2 separate regions of the Sus scrofa genome follow, and region 1 is linked to region 2. Evidence: chromatin contacts called from public Hi-C data. All regions are on one chromosome and are shown on one strand. The core of a region is the stretch at or near the end of the contact, and the rest is flanking DNA. Distances in the headings are between cores, read along the strand shown. Region 1 overlaps GTDC1 (glycosyltransferase-like domain-containing protein 1). Region 2 has its middle 90 kb from the start of GTDC1.

The links. Hi-C and Micro-C count contacts between places; a contact is called where the count stands out from the background.
Region 1: a Hi-C map of embryonic fibroblasts shows a contact between it and region 2, with 2.2 times the contacts expected there. The contact joins two enhancer-like sites. A contact is called at or near these places in 1 of 47 Hi-C or Micro-C datasets (embryonic fibroblasts) and 2 of 2 datasets of contacts at active chromatin or transcription factors (alveolar macrophages and skeletal muscle).

What each region holds. Positions count from the first base shown.
Region 1 is chr15:8,054,924-8,061,190 of Sscrofa11.1, reverse strand. The region is part of intron 12 of GTDC1 (glycosyltransferase-like domain-containing protein 1); the gene reads right to left. Among named protein-coding and RNA genes, the nearest start is that of GTDC1, 330 kb to the right of the region's middle. Within about 2 kb of position 4,965, at least 24 of the 83 cell types and tissues checked have an H3K27ac peak or open chromatin away from gene starts, as enhancers often do. A contact at or near this core is called in embryonic fibroblasts, where this site is marked.
Region 2 is chr15:7,636,541-7,642,599 of Sscrofa11.1, reverse strand. No RefSeq gene overlaps it. Among named protein-coding and RNA genes, the nearest start is that of GTDC1, 90 kb to the left of the region's middle. Within about 2 kb of position 4,214, at least 4 of the 83 cell types and tissues checked have an H3K27ac peak or open chromatin away from gene starts, as enhancers often do. A contact at or near this core is called in embryonic fibroblasts, where this site is marked.

The sequences.
Region 1 (6,267 bases), core at 3,716-6,215, 420 kb before region 2:
AGACCGACTTCTTTACAACTCACAGTTGGATGCAATGCACTAAAAGTAATCCTGTAAATTACATTTTAAATCTTCAACATATTCCGAGCAGATAAAATAGTGGCATGATTGACCAAACTCCTTTTAAAAGTACACATATTACGATGCATCATAGTTATAAACAGATGGTATTTGGCCTCCTTCCTATTCTCAACATTTGGAATTTCTAAACTATGTGAATTAAACAATAATATTTTATAAACATACAAGGGATTTTGCTCACTGCTTTGTTAACATAGAAATTATACAATGCTGACATTTATTTAAATTTTAAAAAGTAAACAACAGTGTGCATTGAAATAAAGCAAACTAAAATCAACATAGAGAAGTATGTTCTGTGTGCATAGTACCTACAATGGCATTGGCCTTTTTAAGGGAAGAAATAATGCACTGAGGAACAAATGGTAGCTCAGATGGGACTAATCCTTTGTATTCCAAAGGCTCATTGAACACCTCTCTGTAAACAGCGGATATTTATACCGTAATTGGCTATTTGACCATCACTGTTCATTTACTATGTAACTGTTATTATGGAGTTAAAAGAAGTTTCCTTCATTGGCTCATCAGCTTTCATAGTAGTGAAAGTGTACTCGCAGTTTTAAAAACACTTTCACAAACAGAAATCAGTTGATACTTGTACTCAGAAGCAGAGCTATTATCATTATATTAATAAGTATATCCTTTTTTCTTTGGAGGGTATTATTGCCAAAAAGAAAAGGAAATATATCAGATCTTAATATCCTTTCCTGAAATTCCTTTCTAAAATTACAGCTTTAACCCTTTGGCCACATTTTTGGAAGGGGGACCCATTTGCTGAGTTGACGGACAAAATAGCAGGCACTGGGTTTTCAAATACTATTCTCAGATTTGCAAAGTTGTGCTGTGATGAATAAATAATGAATCAGATATTTCAATCTGTTATATGATTTTTGAAAGCCCTGATTATCATTGTTTACAGTCTCTTTTCAATGCACTAGCCAAGGGTTCTTGTCCTGCCTTCCAAGGGCAGCTGACATGGGCCATACTCCCCTACCTACGTTTACTTCCTGAGAGCTCTTCTCACATTTTAAACTATCAACCAACCTGTATCTTCAACTCTACAATTTGAGGACAATTCCCAACCAGAGGAGATAAAATCTTGAGCAACAGATGACCAGCAATGGTCACCACCACTCCAGGCTAAGGTTTCTTATGTTTGATCACTGAAGACACCGTTTAGCGATGGGTGGGAGAGAGGAAAGCATGCTACACCTAGATGGGCAGAAACACAAAAGGCGCTGGTGAAATCCAGAACAAGGGGCATTTTTCTCATTCACAGACAATTTTAAATGTGTACACGCAAATAAATACCTGATGATAAATAGTAACACGGGAAAGGAGGAGGACGCTTTAAAAAATATCGAATCCTCAATATGCTATTAAACGTTTCCCCAAGTTTTTTGGAAATCAGTGTGATAGAACTAAATTTTCTCCCACCCAAACACCGCTTAACTCATCTGTCCCTCACCCCCTTCTGCCTCGGAAATAACGAAATAACCAATTGGAGATCAGGAGAAACAGTTTTCACTCCAAAGCACAGGTAAGAAGTGAAAAGGAAAGCGTCCTAGGACTAGCGGGTGGGACTGAAATAACAGGGCTGAGTAAGCAGTCATAGGGGAGTATTTTAAAATTAATAGTCAGAATCCCTACGGGGGTGGGGGGCGTCCCCGTGCCCAACCCCACTCCATTCTCCGTTTTGGCTTAAATTTTTTTTTTTTTTTTAAAGGACAGGAGGAGGGAAATTACTTTTTTGGTTTTGCTTAGTGCATCTTCATTGGATTCTCTCACGGAGCACTGAGCCTGTCGGACTCAAAACCAAGTTCAATAAAACACTTAAGAAGAATAGAGAAGAATTCTGCCCGCCGGGGCAGCGCCGCCTTCTCGGAGGTGCGGAGGGGGACCAGTTAAGCCTGGCACCAAGGAGCCGGGGAAGCACTGGGCCTCCCGCCACGTGTGCGTGTGTCAGCATGTGAGTGTCTGTGCGCGCGTGCGGGGTGCGTGTCCGTGAGGGTGCGTGACAGTGTGCGCGTGTCGGGCTGTGCGCGCGCTGGCGTGCGCGTGCAGGCGAGGCTCTGCCCGGGAGTCCGCGCGAGTGTGAGCGGGAGCGCGGCGGTGGCGCGGAGCTGTCTTGGCCCTGCGGCCTCGTGGTTCCTCCAGCTCAGCGCCGCAGAAGTGGTTAGGTCTCGACTTTGTGACCTCGACGTCCCCCCTCCGTCCCTTTTTTTTGCGCCGGAAGAGGTGTAGAACTACCTCCAGGCGCTTTGGACGGGACCGAGCAGGGCATCGAGGGCTAGCGCCGCCGCGGACGGGAGCTGGGGCACATCGGCCCCGGGGAGAAGACGCGCGGTGAGCGCCCGCAAGCCCCGGAACCGCTCTCAGACTCTCCGGCTCTCGCAGGCTCCGGCACCTCTAACCCGACGCTGGGCGCAGGCTCGTCGGAGGCTCGGGGCGAGTGGGTCGGGTTCCCGGGCGCGCGCTTTCGGGTAGGCGAGCGCTCCTTCCGTCCGGGCCCGAGCACCTCGCTACCGACCCCTCCCTGCGGCCCAGCCGGGCCACCGGAGTCCCCAGCTTGCGGCTCGGGGCCAGACCCGACCAAGGGCGGAAGACCCGAGAGGCAGGGAGGGAAGACCAAAGAGGTAGCCAGCCCCGAACAAGGAATCCTTAATTACAGATTAAAGGCAAGCAAAACCGTACACCACATTTTCCACGTGTCAGCTGATGGCAGGGACAAAAGGGAGCACAGAATGTTGGGGGTGAGGGGAAGGTACCTTCTCTTTTTTTTTTTTTTTTTTTTTTTAAACCCACCTCTCCCTCTTTATCATCGGTGCGAATGTAAAATACATTAGGTAGTGACTTTGGGTAGGTGGTGCCTGGGGCCAAATCGCAGCTGCTCGCTCCTCGTGTAGGAGGACAGTTTGCTGACGCGCCCAGAGGTCTGGGGAACCTCTTGGAAAAAAAAAAAAAAAAAAAAGTGCTATATATACTCCGAGTACATTTTGCTTCCTAAAACCTCATTACTTACACATTTTTAAGTTTTAATATTTAGTGCTTAAAGTGTAGCAATTCATTATCTTCAGTGAAATACTATAGGGCGCGCGTGCGCACGTACACACGCACTTGCATATTTTGTTTTGCAATTTGCAATTTTGTAGATTACTTTTTCCCCCGCCCGGCCTGCTATTACAAAAATCTAGGAGAAAAGCCAAGCCGATTGAAAACCAGGGAACATAGCTGCCAGCACCAGAGACCACCAGGTACCCTATGCCTCTGGGCTCTAGAGGAAAAAGGAGAGATGTATGCATTGATGCCTTTACTCTTAATTCATTATGATCACAAAACAATCTCTACCGTGTGCCTGGGATTTAATACACCAGTTCAACTCCATGACGTCTTAAATTCTTCACCGAGGGTAGAGAATTGTTCAGAAGCCAAAGCTCACTCTGTGACCAATACCAACCCCTAGTTCTGTGCCCTCAATTTCTAACACTGAAATTAGAGCGATGACCTTTGAGGGGCACCCTGAGCCACCAGGCATTGCACTCACTTTTCTGTATTTTCTTCCTCTCGTTGCTGGGTCAGTTTGAGAAACAGGAATGTGGGATTTCTTAATCTGTTTACTGATACAATTGATGCAGCAGGTTGGAGGCAACAGAACCTACTGCTTTGCTTAGTCATTTTACCAACCTTCCTTTTTGTAGCTATTTTTCCATTTTTTATTTGCAGTTATTTTCCTCTGGTGCAATCTTCCTCAAAGCATTAAAACAAAACAAAACAAAAAACTGAAATTCTTTTTCATGTGGTTCCAGTTAAGTGATTTGCCCACACCACCAAATACTGCTATTTGCCTTCAAGATTAATAGCTGCATATCAGTAATTCTGAAATACCTCCTGGTCCATATTTTCAACTTAAATGATTCTTAGTTATTGGCCAGACAAATGCCTGAACCAATAAGTTTGTGGACTGGTTGCCAGCCAGATGACAGCAGCATTAACACTCAGGGAACACAATTAAATTTCTGCTCTAGTCTCTTCCATTGTAGAAGGTACAGAGCCTTCCTTAATTTGCCACCTTCTCCAAAAGTGGTGGTAGGTGAGATTAATAAATTGATGTGAATCACACTAGGTGCCCAGCCCACCCTTCTTCTGATACCTATTTAGGAAAACCTTTAAAATCTTCCTGGAAGCATTGATTTAGCCACACCCACTCCACTTTTTGACTTACCCCTTCACTAACACAAATAAGGTGAAAGAGAAAATAGGAGTTTTTCTTTTCTTACAGCATTCCAGTGTTTGAGAGGATCATCCTGCTGTCCTTGTTTTAGGCCAGTTCATGTTTTTACCACCCACCAAAGAACAGCACAGGGTTGAGTTTATACGAATAAATGATGTTCATGACTGGGTTTCTAAATGCCAGAGTTATGATTTATTTTTTTAAATGGGTGGAGAAAGGAGAGCGGCAATAAAACTAGCCCCTAAGTCACTCCAAATCCTTGGCTTCACACATCTATGCGGTTGTTAAATTTTTTTTTTTTTTTTTTTGGTCTTTTAAACTTCCTCTAAATTTCATTGAAGTTCTATTACTAAGGACTATTTTTTGGACCACTTACCTGTGTCCATAGTTGCAAACTGTGTTTATTATAATTAAATCTATAAAAAGCATTATATGTCCCTTTTTTACTGTTTATAATTGTCTATTTATCCCCCACCCCATTAAGAATTTCACAATAAAATCCTGTATGAAATAAATTAAAATCTGCAACTTCAGACACCCCAGGAAGAGAACATTAATCCACTTAGTAAAATACCCAGACCTCCCCTTCTCAAGTTCAGCTCTTCTTAATGTAACATTTAGTAATCGCAGCTGGCTCCTTACACTCGCCTCCCTCCCTTTCATTCTGAATCATATTGGCCTTGTTTAACCTTCATTTCCTTTCCTACCCCCCACATTTGTCCATGTACTTTTCTTTGACCATGTTTGTCTCTCTTTCTTTCTTTTTGCTGCCTGGAAAGAAAGCAATAACTAGAGCTTTCTAAGACCTTGACGCTTTCTGTTAAAATCCCATTCCCTCCCCATCCCTCTATTAATGCTTTGTACAATTTTTATGTATCCTTCGGTTGTGAAGTTACTGCTCTATATTTTTCTGATTGATCATTAAGTTACGCTGGCTTTTGAGAACCGCCTCCATAATCCTGAAGCAAAGGCTTTTTACTTGGCGTGCTCTTTGCCTTTGGAATGCCTTTCCTGGCAAGGACAGGCATTTTGGTTTGACTATGATTCTTAAGTTACAATTCAAGGCTAATTTGTTCAGTTAGGTTTCTACTATAAGCAGCTCTGCTTCTCACTGTTAAGTGCTCCACAAAGCTGCTTAGTTGAAGGGTGTGCTGTGAGCTCACGATGTAATATACTTATATTGTACTTGATTATCAGTTTTCAAAAACAGCTGCATGCTTTGATATCCGTGTAAGGAAATATCAGGAGATAATATACCACTGGTATTTATTACTCTATAATTAAGGATGTGTCAGTGTTTCTCTTTTTTAAAAAAACCCCTATTTTCAGAAATTCATATCTCAGGCATAAATTTCCCTATGAATTACAGTCTAATACCATATTAGAAGTATCTTCTTTTAAAGTTATCCCTCCCCTTCATTTTCTTTCTCGGGAACTAAGTTTCAGGATGTAATTTCTGGGTTATCTATCTGGGATGAGAGGAATCTGGCCCTATGTGGCACAATTAAAGGTGCTTCTGCTGCTGATGCCACCTGCTCCCTCTGCCCTTGGCCCTTTGCACCAGGCAGCATCATGGGGGCAGCCTTGTGGATAAAGGGCCAGCCTTCCATCTCTGAGGATAGGCAACTTCTCCTTGTGTGACGTGAAAAGCAAGAGAGAAGACTCACCTGTTCAGAAACATCACAGGTACCACAAAGCTTGAGATCTTAGGACCAGGAATCAAGTCTTTTGCATTCCTCTCCTCATGGTTACTTAGAATACAAGTGTGGCCAGGCCAGGAGGAACAGGAAATAAATCTACAGTCAGGTACTAGCAACTTCCTCATCCGTGTTGTTTCTGATCATAAAAGAAACAGGAGGAGAAGGAAAGGGGGAAAGGATGGACAGACAGAGTCCCCTTCCCCTTCTTGAAAGGATGGTCTGAACCAGGTGAACTGACCACTTCCTTAAAGAGGCTGA
Region 2 (6,059 bases), core at 2,965-5,464:
CTAAGTACTGAAATGATTGTGTTCCTTTTCAAGAACTCTCTGTGGACTTAACTCTAGGAATAGGTTATCAAAGGGAGACTTTCCTCAAAACCCAGGAGGGAAGAAAGGACACTGTGGAAAAGGGTCAAAAGGACAGTGGATGAAATAAATACACGGCAAGCTTCTGCCCCTCTATCAGGGCCTGCCACAGCGACTGTTTGCAAACTGCTGGCACATCTCTTGTCGTGTCTGAGTCCTACGACCATCTGTGAGACAGTTATCTGTATTATTCCCATTTTAAAGGTAAGTAAATTGAGGCTTAGTGAGGTAACTTGGCCAGACTCACACAGTTAGTAAGGACAGAGCCGAGACTCGAATCCAGGTCTTTGCATGAGAAAGCACAACCTCTCACCCCTCTACCACAGAGCTTCTTGATCATGCAGGGAAAACTCCCTTAACCAGAACTACTCTCACACATTGTAAACTTTATAGGAAGGAATCTAAGAATCCTTTACGACCTTTCCTTGTATTGACCAGGAAATACCATCGGAACCCTCGGTTTAAATGTTCTGGTTTTGCTGTCCTTAGCTTTAGGAGAAAAAAGCAAAATCATGAGAGAACCATTTCACATCAGCAACTTTGTGAGAACACCAAGAAAAGCAACTTTCAGGGAAAGCCTGCGGTCAGGGCACACTCAGTACCACACACTGATAAATGAAGCTTTCGATGTTGACCCCAAGGAACTAAAGTTCCAGCTAACTGCCTTCGTGATCTGTGGGCTTCACACACTGGGACAAAGCAGGCTGATGGAATTTGTCAGGCGTGTTGTCACAATGGCTGGAGAAAAAAAGTTTTGTAATTGTCTCTGGGACTCCAGAAATTCAGTTTAGTCATATATATTGGTTTGCAGAAGATTCCTGTCAGCAAAAGGTTATTTTGTCTCTCTTCCACTTGTTTGTCTTAACTTCATGTAAATAATTGTGCACCATCCAAAGCAACCATGGGACCTGCTACCTCTTTTGCAATTACTCACAGTTCCCTAAATGCAGAGGGTACTCACAGTGGGTTCTGGCATATGCAATTTTAAGACACAAATGCAGAGCATCTTCTAGTAGCATCTATGGTGCAGTCCTTATAAAAGAAGGAAGTAGTTCTATTGCCTGGGAAAGAATAGTGAGGACCGGGGACTCACTTGCTCTGTGATATAAGCATATGGATTTCATTTTACTTAAAAATCTCTGATAGAAATTGTACCTTTTCTCATGCCTCCTACTGTCCTTCACTGCGGGATATATTGCGAATGGCAGACCCAGATTTACCTCTGGCCTACACAAACGTGCTGTTATCTTGCTGATTGTTACTGTAAATTACTGACATCAGCAAAGTTTTGTCAGGAAACTGAGGTAATTGACAATTCCAGAGAAGTTGAAGAAAAGGCATCCCAGATTACTTTGGGCTCCTTCCTCTTTTTACTTAGTTCATGTTCCCCATCTGAGTCATTGTTAAAATAGTTTAAAGGCTACGCTCACATTCAGTACTAGGTAGAAAGCTAATTTATTCGTGTTTCCTTTAACCCACCTCACTTGGATTGTAGTGAGTTTTGCCTCACTAATTTTACAATTCAATCAATATCTAGATGACGGTCGTGGAAGTTGGTGCTGCTACATATAATTAGTGGTTATTTGAGAAACGAAGTTGTTAATCCAGATGGGTAAAATTTGTGCTCCAATATAATCTCATAAATGGTTTTCAAAGCTCTTCAAGGGTATTGGATTACAAATTTCTGGTTTGCATTGGGGTCCTTTCACAGTTCCTTGTTTTTAGATCACTCACTTTCTATGTTATTTTCTTGTCACTGAATTGTTCCTCTGTTTGGCTAATGATCGGGGTTGGTAGGAAGAGGTTTTCCCACAGGACTCACACATTTTCTGGGTTCGTCCTGGGTCTCCAGCTTTCTGCTGGGTGCTGGAGTCAGAATGTTCACAGTCATGATCTTCCAGAAAGACATCACCTTTGTGAAACCAACCCTTGGATAGTGCATTAGTGAAGCATGTGCAGAAGTCCAGAGGAGGGCACATCTAAGACTAAGGTTTTGTGGAAGATCGTCTTAAGGCAGTGACTCTTGAGCTATGCTCTGAAGGACAAAAAAAAAAAAAAAAAATAGAGATATGTTCAAGCAGAAAGCTGATTTAAAGGGAGGCAAGGAGCAGTCAGCTGATGAAAGCTTTGTGGACCAAGCTAAGGAATATGAATTGTATTTTGGGTGCTTTGGGGAACTACTGAAGGATTTAAGAGAAAGGTTTTGGCATAATCAAATTTGCAGTAGTTAATTGACTCAGCGAATATTTATTGAATGTCTACCTGGTGTCAGTAACTCATGGAGAGGTGGGACTATGGACAATGTTGTCCATACCCTTCAAAAGCTTACAAGGTTAGTGAGGAGAAGATAAACATGAAAGCATAAAAGTACCAAAAGAGCACTTTTGGCCAATGTAGAAATGTGGGATGAATTAGAAGATGATAAGACCACAAGCATAGTTATGGGTGGGCCTAGTTGTTTCTCTTGAGCACATTCTTTTCAACAGTATTTAAGGCGCTATGTCAACATAACAGTTGTTAAGACTGTGATGAAACAATGTCCAAAAAAGACATATGTGAAGAATATTAAGAAAGAGCTCTAAAGAACTTAAAAGGGGCATTCTTCCGCTAGCTCCTCCATCCACCCTCAAGTGACTGCTCTATTCTCTGCTGTGTTAGGATGAGGCAGCACCTTGCATGGGACGGGGGTCAGGTGCCCAGTGAAAAGGCTGTGAGGACGATTCTTAAGAGCTGATGTAGCCTGAAAGAAGGGGGGTGATAACAGTGATGGAGGAAGAGGAACAAGTAGGAGAGATAATGGGGAGTATGACTCACAAGACCTGATAACCCATTTAGAGATAGAGCAGGATGACTCTCAAGATTTCCACCTAAGTGACCCAGGAAGTGACATTCATCAGGCTTTGGTGGGGTTGGGTGGGTGGGAAGGCAGGAGGGAGATGTGCCCATGTCCATTTTGGACGTGCTAAATTCCAAGTGCTTTTGAGACCGTCAGGTGGCGATGCCCAGTACTCATTTGCATGCACTCGTCTAGTGCACAGGAGGCAAGTCTTACTGCGGAGATGCATTTTTGAGACTTTGTTGAGTCACTGAAGCAGAGTGATCAGAATGAGGAGAGCAGAGAGCCCCAGAGGGACCCTGGAAATGCCACCATTTAAAGACTGAGTGAAGGAGGCAGAGCTTGGTCAGTGGGTAGGAAGAAAACCAAGACTGTGGTTAGGGATTTAAAGGAGGATTTTTAAAGAGGAAGTCATCAATGGAGTTAAAAGCTGCCTCTTCTGTGTGTAAAGATGTGCTATGATTTTCAAAACAAATTAAATACATTAGGTGGGACTGTTATTGCTAGTTACATGCAATAACTGACTAATGGCATATAAAAAATACCACAAAGCTTGGAGAAAAGCAAATTAAACCAGGCTTTTAAGATGATATACCATCTTCTAGAAATAAAGTGCAAAGGACAGCATGCTGGCCTCTGTGAAGAAGATGTGGAGTTGGGTTTGCTTCTCTTCAGAAAGAGGTGAGAGTTTTTCAGTGAACTACTCCCTGACCTTCATACCTGTACTTCCGCGACCCCTTCATGGGTGGGTGGGCAGCAGTATGCTAGGAGTAACAGGGCAGAACAAAGCTCACGTGTACATCTGAGAACTTGACCCAGAACCCAGCCTCACTGATCCCCAGCTTTAGGCCACTGAGGACCAGAGCAGTTTATCAATATATCAGAACACACTTCAGCTGACTCCCTCCTGTCTTGGGCTTTCATGTTAACTTACCCCTAAACTCCCAACATCCTCCCCAAATCTCAGGGATGTGAGTATATTGCAGGAGTTACTAGCTGATTTCCCAGGAGACTTGGGGCTGAGAAAGGTTAAGATCAGACTAATCAAGGGAGAGGGCACATTTCCCTGATTTCTCTTACTGAATTCACACTCCAGAAAGAGCTGCTTGGATTCCACCCCTTTCCCTGAATTTAGCAATGTTACTGTACGTCTCTCTGAAATTTCCTACCTGAAGCAAGCTTTTGGTTCCCACACAATACCCTCTTCCTCTGTTCTCTGCTCCTTCCATTATCTTAGTCTGCCCTCTAACACTTATTTCCCAATTTATGTTTTTCTTTCTCATTTCCCTCTTCTTAGCACTGACATGAGCCACAAACCTATAACCATAATGTCTGACTCACTTGGTGCTTCTCTTGTTAATGGACTCCATGTGGAACAGGAGGCAGGAAAAAGACTCCTTACAGGAAATCAGACGATAATGCTTGCACTTTGGTGCCCTTCAAAACAAAAATTTAATTATCCTAATTAAAAAGATTACCTTATAGAAGACATTTGGTGAAAAGAGCAGGCAGTTTGTCTTTTTTCCTGATGACAAGCATCTCAAAACCAAAAGGGATATTTCTGCTGATATTTATCTGTTAAAGCCCAGGCACCGAGAGGATGGTTCGATCCAAAATTGATCTTGATTTTGAGACCAACCCAGGGACTGAAAACTGAAAGCCTGACTGTGGTTTGTTTGGGGCATATATTGGTTTACCAGGGCCACTGTAAGTACCACAAATTAGGCGTCATAAAACAACAGAAATGTATTCTCACAGTTCTGGAGGCTAGAAGTCCAAAGGTTCTGGAGGCTAGAGTGAGCATGGCTGCTTTCTTCTGAGGTTTCTGTCCTATTTCTCTGTCCTAGCTTTTGGTGATGGCCAGAAGCCTTGTCCTTCTTTGACCAGCATCCTTGTCTTTCTTTGACTTGTGGCTGCCTCACTCCAATCTTGTTGATTTCACGTGGCATTCTCCTTGCATGTGTCTATGTCCAAATTTCTCTATTCTTATAAGGACACTTCCCATGTTAGATTAGGGCCCACCCCACTGACAACCTCTGAACTTGGTTTTATCTGCAAATACCCTATTTCCAAATAAGGTCACATTCACAAGAATCAGGGGTTAGGACTTCAGCATGCCTTTTGCAAGGGACACAATTCAGCCTAGGCAGGGGATTAATATCAGTCACCCTCTGCCCTTCCTTTAGGACCTGCCCATGAGCTCCCAGCTTTCTGGGTCAGCACCTGAAATCCAGACCTTCTCTTCTCCCAATAAAAGGGGACTTGCCTGTACCCCACCCCCTCAGAGCTCAACTCACAGCTATAAATTCATCAGTTAATCTAAGGGAGGATGACAATAGGCAAATATTAACCCTCCCAGGTATTTGCATTGAACAGATGACTTCCTGGAGACAGTGCCTCAACCTAAAGTTGCTGGTGGAAATTTTGCAGTGGGTAACATTTCCTTTTAGGAGGACAGGTCTTTCCATGACCCTCAAAACATCACTGTCTCCTCCATGCTGTGAAAAGGATGGTTCTTGTCTATCTGTTACTTTCTTAAAGAAAAGTTCTTACCACAGACAATTTGATCCATCTTTGCATTGCTTGCATTTATTCCCCCATGATTGTAAGTGTGCCAGGGGAGGAGATTTGCTCCTCACCAGGAAGTCCACCAAGTGAAAGAATTTTATCTTAGAAAATGCCAACCCAGGATCAAAAATGAGGACTATAAGCCTGCTCTAAACCGTGGATAATTTTCAAAGAAGGAAGAGGCAAGAGGAAGAGAATTCGGTTGCTAGGAAAATAGAATAAAATAAACATAAGCTCCCTCCCCCTTCCCCATTTTCCCATCTTGGGGTGGGCTGTGCTTCCCAGTCTTGCTGTGGAATGTTTGTCCCTCCCATCACAGTGGTGACAGACTCACAGGGATGCCTGCATGTCTGTCTCACAGGTGTGGCATGTGATACTTGCCAGCTTAGTGAGACTTTGGAAGAATTTCCAACAGTGGTTGTAAAGAGAAAAGGGGAGAGATAATAGTTCACTGGCATCGATAATCTACTTCTCCCACCAGCAGTACATCTGAATAATAGCCTCAGCACTTGCCCTGCTGCACCCCCTCCCTGGCTCTGCCACTGTCAGATTCTTTTTCCTTCTCCACAACTGGGAA